Regions from separate parts of the Gossypium arboreum genome. Here region 2 is linked to region 1. The links are chromatin contacts, called in public Hi-C maps. All regions are on one chromosome and are shown on one strand. Each heading gives the region's core, a stretch centred on a gene start, on an enhancer-like site or on the middle of the called end of the contact. The rest is flanking DNA. Distances are from core to core; before and after follow the strand shown.

The links. Hi-C and Micro-C count contacts between places; a contact is called where the count stands out from the background.
Region 2: a Hi-C map of leaf shows a contact between it and region 1, with 4 times the contacts expected there. The contact joins the promoter of LOC108476765 here to the promoter of LOC108479882 in region 1. A contact is called at or near these places in 2 of 5 Hi-C or Micro-C datasets (both in leaf).

Annotation. Positions count from the first base shown.
Region 1 is chr12:14,256,468-14,263,179 of ASM2569848v2, forward strand. It overlaps LOC108479882, which reads right to left and starts at 4,145. Exons shown (of 5, transcript XM_053022866.1): 1 at 3,886-4,145; 2 at 3,705-3,755; 3 at 3,514-3,598; 4 at 1,640-1,728; 5 at 964-1,453. The coding sequence starts at 3,924. The coding sequence ends at 1,295. It overlaps LOC108479881 (GDP-mannose 4,6 dehydratase 2), which reads left to right. Exons shown (of 1, transcript XM_017782719.2): 1 at 1-1,005. The coding sequence ends at 809. LOC108478601 (NAC domain-containing protein 37-like) reads right to left here. Exons shown (of 4, transcript XM_017781067.2): 4 at 6,260-6,712. The coding sequence ends at 6,396.
Region 2 is chr12:14,408,910-14,415,621 of ASM2569848v2, forward strand. It overlaps LOC108476765 (kinesin-like protein KIN-7H), which reads right to left and starts at 2,518. Exons shown (of 15, transcript XM_017779083.2): 1 at 2,235-2,518; 2 at 1,740-1,828; 3 at 990-1,207; 4 at 755-844; 5 at 576-676; 6 at 366-479; 7 at 211-292; 8 at 64-131. The coding sequence starts at 1,200.

The DNA of each region.
Region 1 (6,712 bases), core at 2,895-5,394:
GACCCGATGAAGTTTACAATCTGGCTGCCCAATCCCACGTAGCCGTCTCTTTTGAAATCCCTGATTACACTGCCGACGTGGTGGCTACGGGAGCCCTCCGTTTGTTGGAAGCCGTTCGATCCCATATTGCCGACACGGGTCGGACCCATATCAAGTATTACCAAGCTGGATCGTCAGAAATGTTCGGATCCACTCCTCCGCCTCAATCTGAAGCTTCCCCGTTTCACCCCAGATCTCCATACGCGGCTTCCAAATGCGCTGCGCATTGGTACACTGTCAATTACAGGGAAGCGTACGGGATTTTCGCCTGTAATGGAATTCTGTTTAATCACGAGTCGCCGAGGAGAGGAGAGAATTTCGTGACCCGGAAAATTACTCGGGCCGTTGGCAGGATAAAGATTGGGTTACAGAGCAAGTTGTTTTTGGGGAATCTACAAGCTTCTAGGGACTGGGGTTTTGCCGGGGATTACGTGGAAGCTATGTGGATGATGCTGCAACAAGAGAAGCCCGACGATTACGTGGTGGCAACGGAGGAGTCACATACGGTGGAGGAGTTTCTAGAAGTGGCATTCAGTTATGTTGGGTTGAAGTGGAAAGATCATGTGGTGATTGATAAGAGGTATTTTAGGCCGGCCGAGGTGGATAATTTGAAAGGTGATTCAAGAAAAGCAAGAAAGGTTCTTGGGTGGAAACCCAGAGTTGGGTTTGAGCAATTGGTGAAGATGATGGTTGATGAAGATATTGAGATGGCTAAGAGAGAGAAAGTGTTAGTTGATGCTGGTTACATGGATGCCCAGCAACAACCTTAATTTAGAGCCTTTTACAGATTTTCTACTTGCATGATATAGAAGATATTATTTCATATGACGTTTGATTTAAGTCTTTATGTTGTTTGGTTCATTCATTTCATTATTAAGCTTGAATCTTGTGATTTGTGACGGAATGTTAGTATGGAGCACAAAATAAACATCAATCTCAATGAAGAAAGAATTAAGGGTAAAAGAATGTCAGTTATTTACAGATGAGATTAAAAAGAAAAAAAAATGTTAGTCTAATTGGGAGAATGTGGACGTTGAAGTTCGACTAATAGGTTTACCTTACCTGAAGATAAGCTAGTCGAGTTTGAAGTGGAAACCGCAAATGGCTTGATAGATCGAAGAGGTTCAGGTCCCCCTGCAGCTATTCTGTTGCACAGTGGCTCATAATTGCTGAGGACCTCAGTTAACCTTTCTTTAAGCTCCCCAAGCTCCACTTGCAATGTATGAACTACACGAATTATACAAGAGTAGCTTAATCAGATTCTACACACACTCTTATTATTCAGTACAAAAGTTGAATTGCCTTCTGCTAAATGTTGTGAAGCAGTCTTCATTGTGGAAACTGAGTGGTTTAAACTTTGGAGAAGTTTAACTGTCAAAGCGTCAGCGACTTCTATTTTGTATTCTATATCCTCCTGCAATGATTTTGTCCAAATGACTATGTACACCATAATTGTTATAAATTCAAGCAACAGCAAACTACTACTCGGATCTTAAGTTTATTGGAATGTGATAATAATAACCCACAGCAGAACTAACCCACCCATGCGACTGCAACAATTGTTCTCCAACTCACAAAATTTATCAAGGGGATGGCACACCTGCTTCTTGCAAATTGTTTGAGCCTTCTCCTCTTGCCAATCACGGTACGCTGATAACAGCTCCAGGAACACCTTTGGATTTACAGCAGCTATTTTGATAGTCAATAAAGAATAAGTTGTAACAACAACACAACAATATTAGAATATTGTAGCACTTCAAGATCATATTAACCAGTTGCAGCCCAATGTACAGGTGCATAACTTTGTGATTAAACAGTATTCTGTGCACTATCGTTATGTTCATCTTCTCTTTCTGAACTGATAGTAAGCAAATAAAAAAAGAAAAGAAAGTGAATAAAAAGCCTTCAATGCATGTAAACTCAAGAAACTTAACATGCTAATCTAATGGGACCTAAACTGGGATTGGCGCAGCTTATATTAACAATAAAAAGCGTTTGGTTCAAGGAATCTTACATCCCCGTGTAAGATTCTGGAATAACATTCAACTGTTTAGATTCCGAAAATTACGTAATTTAAGATTCCTAAGGAATGTTATTTCTACATATCATTTTACCCTTAAACTATAACTTTATCCCCTAAATTAATATATGCACTGTAATTGTTTTTAATTATTAACAAACGTAATATAATCATTTTCAAGTTAAGATTCAGATTTGGGTTCAAGTATTTGCAACTCATTTTAATTTGCCAAACCTAATTCATTTACTTAATCTTAATCTTTTTCCTTTCTTTTAAAAAGTTTTACCAAATTAAAAGTTAATAACTAAGTCATTTTGCCTCTTTTCATTACATGTTATACACCATTTCTTAAATATTTTACTTTCATCATAAAAATTATTTTAATTTTGACATCTCTTGAGCAAAATATAAATTACAATAAGAAAAAAAATCAAAACAAAGTTAAAATTTATCTGTATTTAAGATATAAACTCAATCCCTTTACAACCTAATGTCATATGATAATGACAACCTTAATTATATTACATTTTGTCAATTATATTACCTTAATTTCCAATTAGTTATTATTATAAGTGTGTGTTTTAATTAACTTGAACTATGTTCATCTTAATTATAATTAAAGACAATTTAGTAAAATATGCTTTTAAGTAATCTAATATCCTACAGCCAAATAATAAAATATTATATTCCAACTTAATGAATAAAACAAGGTAAGCTAGCATGCCAAGTAATGTGCTAAGTAATCCTATGTCCCAATAACTCTATTAGGAGAGGTAATATTATATTCTCGAACTAAATGCTTCCTACATGTCCTACATCTTGATAACTCCATTACGAGAGGTAACATTATATGCCCCCTACATGGTTTCACAAAAATGCAGAGAAGACAAAAATCCATCTTGTTTGAATTCCATAGAATCTAATGCATTACTCTAATTGATACTAATCCCTAGGGTAAGCTAGTCTTCTAATTAATCTATGCTCATTGCCTGCCTTATGAGTTTCGATAACCTGTAAATGCTCAACTCAGCCAACTAAAAAGTTACAAAATAACACATTTCGATGACAGTAAGATATGATGTGATCTTACCATTTATTAACATTCATCACACAAAATTCTTCCACGACAGCAACCTACATTTCACTATGAATGAAATAGTAAATAGCAGGTGCCTACTGTTAGCTAAATGTTTCATAGACAGGATTTGGGCCCCTGCTATGCAAATAATAGCACAATCCCTATTTGTTTCCGGAAAGAACAAAAAGATATTTAAATTGAAACCTATTACAACGAGTACCAGTTCCAATTTAAGTAAAAAGGCTTCATCTATATGGAGTTTGCACTAGTAACTCTAATATAAGGCTATGAAACAATCAAAAAGTGAAGAAATTTCCAAAAAAGAAAAGAAAAAAAACAATTGAGAGAACAAATCGCTTTTTCACTTAAGGCCCACCTTGAGATGAAGATGACGACGGTCTTCGCACTAAAATGTCCGTTAAGCTACCATCCGTTGGCGGTGTGGTCAGTATAGGAGATGTCTATAATTCGAAGGGAGGAAAAAAATGACAAAAGAAAAGGAAACTCTTTAAATGTCTTTATTTTATGGGTGAAATATTAAGGGCAAATTTCAAGAATAAAGCTTACAATTCTAAGGGATTTAAGCTTCTCTAAAATCGGATCGACTGTTTCCGATCGCTGAGAAATAGTGGAGATTTGATCGGCCGAACTCTTTGCCAATAATCAATGTTAATTAAACAATTAAGATATTACTCAAAAGAACCCAGCTTGTGAGGTACCAAAATATCTCTACAAACCGGAAACTTACCAGTGAATAAGCTGCGAGAGACGATTCAGAGGCGCCCATTGCCGAAAGCTTCAAAAAAAAAAAAAATGCAGAAACAACGTCAAAGTATATTGGTACTTTGTTTGTTGTTGTGTACGTGTCGCGTTTGGTTTATGGTTTTCACAGCCCAATTTAAATAACAATTTTATATTGATATTTATTTTTATAAATAAATTTTAAATAAAAAATTCTTCCATTTAAATTCAAAGTTCAACCTAATTTGAATCATTTTAAAGATAATTTTTTTTACTCAAATTCAAATTAGACTCGGCTAAACAGTCGATTCATCCACAAGTTTAAACAAACTGAAAAAAAAAAAAAAAACACCTAATCAATTGATCACAATTGAGTTGTTTTCAAAAATTTGTTTACAATGACTTTTTAGCATTTAATTTTCTTGAACCCATAAAATTTTGACAGATTTTAATATTTTTAAAGCCCTTTAGCCATATGAATGATGAGTTTGTTACCAAAAGGGAGGTTAAAGAAGAAAACTCATACGGTAAGTAATATTCATCTTTATAGAATATAAAGTTGTGGCCAATTAGTTCGAGATGGAATCATTGTTGTGTTAAAAAAATAAACATTGTGGAATTATTTTATATTATTATAGATATGCAACTTCAAGAACTTAACACACGTTTCAATAAATTAAATACAGAGTTGATATTATATGTATTTTGCTTATGCTGGAATGAGGGTTTTGTATCTTTGACAAATTGAAGTTAACTAGTTAGCATCTTTTATGATGCATGAGTTTATTGTATTTAATATAAAATATATATTTAATAATTATACATAATATAAGTTTGAATAAAAAATTGATAACTAAGATTTTAAAGAAACAAAAATTCCATTTTTAATTTTGATTGAAACGGATTAATTAATTTTTAAAGTTTATTATTAAAAATCTAAATATTTTTGTATATTTTAAATGATATACATTTATTAGATATATCTCACTTATTAAATAATACATTTTAATTACTTAATATTTTCATATTGTGTAGTTTTTTTTTTAATTATATTTAAAATAGAAACAAATTAATATAAATCTGAAAGGAGGAACTACCTCATGCCCCTCCGGATCCATCCCTAGTTTTGGATCCTTAGTTACATGGGTAATAAGGGAGTATTTTTCTTGAAAATAAAAGTATGAATAGTACAAGAACTTTGATCATATTGTAACCTTTATTTTTTTATTTATTATGAATTATAATAACAGAGTAAAGCTCAAACAATCAATGTGACTAGCATGACTCAAACTCAAACAATACCTGAGATAATGAACACTCTTTAACTATTAGGTCACCGCATGGGATTCATAACCTTTTTAACTTTTTAATCTATGATTTAGTAAATGTAAAGTGGGGATAAGAAGTAAACTACCAATAATTTGAAGGATGGCCATAGTTTCAACTCTAAAGAATATGTGGAAGATTATTATATACATTGGCCATGCCTTGAAAGTTTGAACGAAAATGTAACAATGCAGACATCATTGTATTGAAGCTGCTCTGTCATTTCAGTGAGAAAAAGCAAATATTTTTCCCTTTTAATCACATTGACATACCAAAGTTTGTGATTGGTTAAAGCTTGTGAACATGTCATCTCTTCTCTACCCTCAAATTACATTTTATTCTCTACCTTATCTTTTGCATGAAGGAAAGCTCATCAAGCATGGGGTCTGCTTTGCTTTGTTAGTGTGCTATGATGAACATCATTGTTCTCCAAAAGGATGCTTTGTTTTGGTCAACCATTACACCAACTGAATCACTTTTGGCAAAGCAACTTCTCGAGGACTTTGTGCAATTGTTACAGACAAAAGGTAATTAATTATCTCTTCATTATAATAACAACAGTAACTAGCTAGAGAAAATAATTATGTAGTTGTTGTTTGGTTTTATTGATGTATGGAACTAAGACGACATGGGATGGGAGGGCTAGCCATCAACATACATACACACACACCCCTTGTCCATAAACACAATTGCAAGGCATGCCCCAACAGGAGCCACGTTGCCCACCGCATGCTAGACAAACCATGGTCCCACCAAGCCTTCACCCAGCGCTAATTCTATGTTTTTTTTTTCTCTGTTGTATAATGGAGATTCATTGCTCCTACTCTATCACGTTTGGTTGCCAAGAAAATCAAATTAAATATGAACAAGAAAGTGTGGGTTTTTATTTCCCAACTAAATTCTTGTTGGAATTTCAAAATTAATGGTAAAATGATAATATCTGATTCCGAAACTGGTATTCTACTTATAGTTCAGTCTACATTAAATTTCGATTTTTAAACCTTGGAAACATAAGCTTATTACTAATCACAGCTGATGTGAAAGATTTGCAAGCATTTCGAGAGAGATAAATAGAGAGAATTTCTTCACTCATTTCACAACCATATTTTTTTACAAAAGTATGTCTCATTATGCACCAACTGTTTATAATTAATACTAATTAAGCGATAAAGCCTCTTGATCATCTCCTTTTCATTGATCAAATATGTTTATTCCCACCTCACAATGTGAAGTACTTGAATTCAAGAGCTCCTTCAACTTGTCCCTTTCTCTACTACTCTGCAATAACAGCAATGCTTCCATGTCTGAGTTACTACTGTTATTGGCATCAAAGCTTGAGATTGAGGCTCCTTCTTGATCACCATTATTATATCTATCTTCATGACTCAGTTGTGAAGCAACGAACTTATCAAGGGCTCTCCAATCAGTCACTTTCTTGGTGTTGCCGTTGCACATTCTTTTTTTATCTGCTTCTTCTTCTTCTTCTTCTCCATAATTGACTATATTCT
Region 2 (6,712 bases), core at 1,268-3,767, 150 kb after region 1:
AGAATATAATCATTGTCAAGTGAACAATATCTTGAAGTTTCGCAATGAAACAGACAACATTACCACTCTCAAAATTTGATGTGATCTAGAGCTTGTCTCGTTCAAAGAAGTCTCGCCTATCTGTCTTTGAGCTGCCGAAGTGCACCAAGACATGCTTAAAAATACAGTCATGAGCGAGTTAAAGGGAGACTGGTTGAGACAATTTGTTACCTTCACACACAGATAGAAGCTGTTTAAAATGATTCCAGTCCTGCAGTGTTTCTTCGGTGAGTTTCTCAACAACGGTCCCTCTCTATCAAATTAGCTCTGTTAGTGAGATAGTCCATAAGATAACTAGTTCCTTACAAACAAATGACTGAACTCACTTCTGGATCATCTAGAAGCCTAAGGGGAGTGCTGTCTGCACTAAGGAGGTCTCTGACAGATTCATTATAAATCTCCATAGCTGAGAACTTCAGGATAAACTCTCTTTCCTTGTGCTACAGAAAAAGTACAGTTTGTTTTTAGTCAAAGGGAGACACACAATGGAAAAGAAAAACTAGGAGTGAGCAACAAAACTGTTGCATCTTCATTACCCTTTGTACGTAGTCATATATATCTGTCATGGCATACTCGGTAATTCCAATCATCGTATATGTCTTTCCGCTGCTTGTTTGTCCATAGGCAAAAACACTCGCTGAAAAATAGTTAAATGTTAAAGAATTGAGAGAGGAGATCAGGAAGGTATGGGGAGTCTAAAAAGAGATGCACTCACAGTTTATACCACTGACAACTGAAATAGCAACTGCCTTTGCTCCTGCTTCATACACTTGCTGGTTGGGGCAATCAGGGCTAAAAACTCGGTCTAAAATCGGCAGACCACCCATGAAATGAAAAGAGTATCACTATTAGAAAATGCTGGTCTCATCTCCATACATGATAAAAATGCCAATAAATGATAGACTGAGGAATGCAATCAAACATACAAGAACTGAAATCTGAACTCTTACCAAAAGTATAGGCAGTTGGGTACATTGATCTCTCGGAAACCGAAAGGCTGTTCCGGTATATGATTGTGTTATCATTGATGCATTCCCAGTCTGATACATCGTGCCTAGCTATTTCCTTGTAATTGAGAGGGCGTAAACGAACCGAAACGAAAATTCTTTCCTTGCAGCCTGCTGGCTCTTGCATTTGCTCTTCTCCACCATCCATCCCCATCTCTCAACTGCACTCACCAAAATTCAAATTGCTACAAATAATACCATCAAAACATCAGCAACGCTTGCTTCTTTACTTAAGCTCCCTATCACTAATTCAAACGGTTTGACAATGAAGCTTCTGTTGGTATAAGGACCACCCAACATCATTGTCCGAAATCAACAAACTAATCATGGGTTAGTGCTAAATTCACCCAACATTTGTTTTTCTTCAGTAACTTGTCTTAACCCAGAAACCACACCGCCCCATGTCAATGTAAACACAAATTATTGGTGAAAAGAAATTGTGCCCTTTATCACCGGCTACAATAATTCTTTAAGTCAACAGCCATCCGGCCAGACTACTTAATTAGAGTTTTTAATTAATACAAGACTTTGGACTGTTCTAAGACACAAGACTTTGGATTGTTCCAAGATGGTCTCTAATTACAGACTGTCAGAGTCAGATTCTCACACTATTTAAAAACAGAATCTTTTGAATTTAATATAAAAGAAAAAGAAATTAAAATTAAAATAGTTTGAGAAATAAGAAGTTTTTACCTTGGGATTGAAGGGTGTTTCAAGGAATGTTTTGATATTTCCCTCAAATTCCAAATGCAGAGCTAAAGAAACAAAATTGAATATCCTTTCTGCACACACAGAATTACAGCACAAGTTCAACTCTTTTTCTTACTTCAAACTTCAAACAGCTTTCATACCAGGCTGCATTTGCATGCAAACAAAAGAAAAAAGGAAATTTCTATGACAGAAATTTTTTAAAAAATAAAGCAAACAGAGAGTGAAAGAGAAGGAAATTCATGATGTTTAATTCTCTTAAGAGGGAAGTTGGGGTTTTTAATGCAAAAAAGTTTGTGAGATATTGATGCGGTTATGGCGTCTGCTTCTTTGTTTGATTGTTAGTTGATTTTGGAGGCTGCTCTTAAGGTGAAAACATAATTAATCTTTGAATTAAAACCAAATGAAAAATGCTTTTTCATAACAGAAGAAGGTGATGAGTATGCAGTTTTGGCCATTAAAGCAAAAATAAAGCTGTACCTAATTTGCTTAGCAACCAAGCCTTGTTACTCATTGCATTAAATTATTGCTCAAGGGTTCCAGATAAAACTAGCTTTTCTAAACCAAAAAGAAAAAAGTTATTATAAAATGAATCTAAATTAGATTCCCATCTTTGAGTAAGTGCTAAAGTATATGATTCACGAAGGTTGATGGGTTCAAATATGGTACTTAACCTGCACATGGCAGGGTTTTATTTTTCCTTTTATGTTCTTTCTACATTAAACATTTTTCCATAAAAATGGCAGTAAAAACACAAAGCATCATGTTTTAGTCATCTCTACCAGTTTGAGATTTAAGTGCTGGAGAATTATAGATAAAAGCAGGAATTATATTTAATTTATATAGGAAAAGTCTTCACTTATTTGCTGACTTTTTAGTCTAATGTATTTATTGTCATTGGGATTTTTCTTCCATGCAAAACACAGAGGCAAACAAAAGCTGCTAAAGACAGATAGAATGCAGGGGGACCCCTTTGACCAAAACCCAAAGATTAATAATTGCAGCATCCCCAACCCATGTGGTGAGAAAAGCCATTGCTTAGCATATTCCACTCCTCCAAAGACGAATGGAGGCCCATGCATATGCTTGTGTTTCTGAAATAATTTGTTGGCAAAGAACCTTAAATTTGGTATACCAAATGTCATTATTATATAATTTGTAAGATTTGTGTTCTTAAAAAATTAGATTGCATGCATGTGCTATTCCCATTTTTATTCCCTCAACACAATGCCTTATCTCTCTCTAAGAAAGAAAGTTGAAAATAATTTCTTTTCTGGGTACAATTACAAGAATAGAGCATTCATTTATTTCTTCTTTTTTTCTTTTGTAGCACATGGTTTCAATATTATTGAATTAGGTGTATGGATATATGTTTTCTTTTCATATTATCCTGTTCCTTGAAATGCAAATAAACCCAACCAACATTGTTTCAAACATATGGGTCCGAATGTTGTATAAAAGGCTTTGGTTCGTTCAAATGAAATAAAGTTGGAATTAAATAGATATTGGATTTGAATTGAAAAGAGATGAAATATGAATAGCTATAAATTATTTTGATAATATACTTCAACGCATTCAAATTTATATTTTTTTTTTATGTATTTTTAGATAGCACTTTTGTACTTTAATATGACTTGGAAACCACCAGAAATGGTTAAAACTTGCTTGTAATTATGTAACCTAACCAATTAATGATAAACAGCCGTATGTTTGTGAAGATTAAATAAAGCAATGACTAGTTGTTAGATATTTAAATTAATCTGATTTAGCTTCCGAATAATATTTTCAGAAGTCCTTTCAAATAGTGAGGACAAGATGGTGATTGTTTGCTAGTTTATCAAAATCACATTCATATTTGATTATTAGCATCCATCTTTTGCTTTGAAAACATTGTAACAACCATATAAGTTTGGCAACAATTCTTTCTTAGTAATTGGGTTACCATTGTCATTATTTTATCCCGAAAACCAAAGAATAAAGATGGCCATGAAGTATCGTTCAAGTCTTGCATTGCATCTAAATTTTGAAAATGGGGTCTTCAACCTCTATAATATTGTGATTCAATCCATTGTTTCGGATCTGTCTTGATTTGTTTTTGTTTTTTAGATTCTTGTTGCTTGTATTTCCTTTTGTTTTTTGGCATATCAGTCAAAGAAAAATATCACAGTAAATAGAAGATGTAGAGGTACTCAATCATGTGGGGTTCATTGGCTACAAAGATTGGTACATATCAGTCTGTTTTGGTTTCAATATTTGGTGCATAACATATGAAGTGAGCCCCCAAGCCCTAGCCTGGCAAATGGTAATGGTGCCTGAATTTGGAGGGCATTTCAAATAAGGTTTTTGTGGTGCGCGTTAAACCCTTGACTACTTCACTACATGACATCTCTCCTTCATTTTATGGTTTCTTATGTGGTCTAGTATAACTTCGTTTATATTCACAAATTTTTTTTAAATATGCCAACTGAGTTTTAGTTTAATTGGCGTTGATATCGTTATCAAAGAAGGAGAACATAGATTTAAACGCGTTAAGGTGTATTTATTCTTATATTTACAAAAAAAAAATTATGAATAATTAAAAATCTTTCTAAACTTGTAGACTCAATAAATAAAACAACATATTTTTTATGGAATAAATTAATAGATATATGTGTAATATGATTATAGAATATTATAGAGGAGGATTTTGGATTTAATAAAGGAAAACATAAAATAAAGATGTGATGACAAGTGTCAATATTTCTATGAAAGAGAGTAGAATCCCTATTTCTTAAATGATTAATTCCAGCATGAAGGCCTAGGACAACGGTGATGTGAATTAGGTTGATGATCAATATTAGTAAATATATATATATATAATTAAAGAAAAAGAGAGAGCTACATAACATGCAATTAGTGGAACAGGTAGCCCTTATAGTTTTCAACTTGGGTGAGACATAAAGGTGGGTTTAATTCGTTTGCACATGCTAATCCAACCAATAATTACATAGGTGACGTTTCTCCAAATTAATACTACAAACTTCACATCACTCACTTTCCAACTTCACTTTGTATTAAATTATAAAGTGAAAATTTAAATGTTAATATATAATATTATAATTTTTATATTACACTTACATTTAGAATTTAGTCTTTTATTTTTATATTCAAGAATTTGGTATTTTAAATTTAAAATTTAAATTTAATTGTTACCCGTGTTAAAATTATTCCGTTGAATTTATTGATATGATATTTTAAAATTTTAAAAAAATTCACTTGTTTGTAATGAACAATAAAAATAACATTGAAAATATTTATATAGATTTTTTTAAAAAAAAGACAAATAAGAACTCATCATAATAAAATATTTTTTGTGGGAATAGTATTCTATTGGAAAATTAACGCCAAGATTTTAATTGAAATAGTTAACAATATTAACTATTTAGGTATTACAAAAATAGATGGATCAATTTATATTAAGAATTAAAATATATAGATTAAATTTCAAGTTTTAAAATAATATAGGGTCAAAATTAAAATTTGACAATTGTCTTATAATATAAAAAAAAAAAAAAGAAGAATAAAGCAAACTCGAAAGACATAAAAGGTCATGTGTCACCCACCAATACTCTTAGTATTCAAATTATATATAATAACATAACCTTTTAATAAAAAATTAATAAAAACAACTATTTAAACTAATTAAAAATTAAATCTTCAATTTAAATATAATAAAAAATCAAAATTAAAATTTAACTCTTTTGTATAACGTTAGGAAGGAAAGAACACCATACCCAGGTCCCACGTGTCAACACAAGGAAGGCCTTTACATATTCCTTTTACACATACAAGTATTGTTTCTCTCTTCTCCCGGAAATGTTTCATTAAAAATCAAATTTATTAAACAATTTCGTAACTATAAAAATATTAATAAAATTACTAATAATTACATTTGTATACTTTTTTATTTTCTAAATTATAAATATAATTCTAATTGTATTAAATTAACTTTTAAATCATTACCGATTTTAAATTATACAATAAATTTCAATCATTCGCTATTTATTGTTATCATAAAATATATAATTCTTACTCTCTCTTTTTATGTATAGAAAAAAATAAAAATAAATGTTACATTTAGTAATATTATCATAATATCTTCCCAATTTTCTACACTTGTACAATTAAAAATAGAATATTTCATTAATTAAATTCTTAAAATGTTAGAATTTATCAATTTATTTTTGGAAAGAAGTTTAAGTTCAAATAATAATTTTAAATATATAAATTGGATATTCAATTTAAATATCAATTTTTATGGGTAATTCAAATGTTAGTAATAAATTCAAATATCTAAAATATTTGAATTAAAATTAAAATGAATTTTGGTAATTTATATTCTTTAATTTATATTTGTATGCAGTATAAATCAATGCTAAACAATAAATCTATTATTCGAATATGAATTATATAATTCATTAATGCTCCATATAGGAATGGATTTGAGAATTTAAATTTTATTTACTGCGTAAATGGTAAATATGAAATGCATAATATATTATGAACAAATAAGTTTAAATTCAATATAATATATATTAAAAGTTATGACAACATGAATTTGTAAAATACAAAATTATTTTAAGAATTTCAAATTAACATGAATGTTACATTTTAAATAGTTTACTATTTAATTTATATTATTTTGAAATCTAAATTTCAAAATTTTAATTCAAACGCTACATGAAGTAATAGATCGAATGATATCAAATATTTAACCTTTTATTATATATTTAATGACTATATATATATAAATAAAATTATATATTGTCTCAGGATTATTGTATTAGTTATATTTTTCTTAACATTATAAAAATAAGAGAAACAAATTATGATAAATTAACGTGTAGGGATTAAATCTCAAATTTAACTTAAAAAAGGCATCAAAATTGAAAATAAATCATTACCTTACAATGACAAAA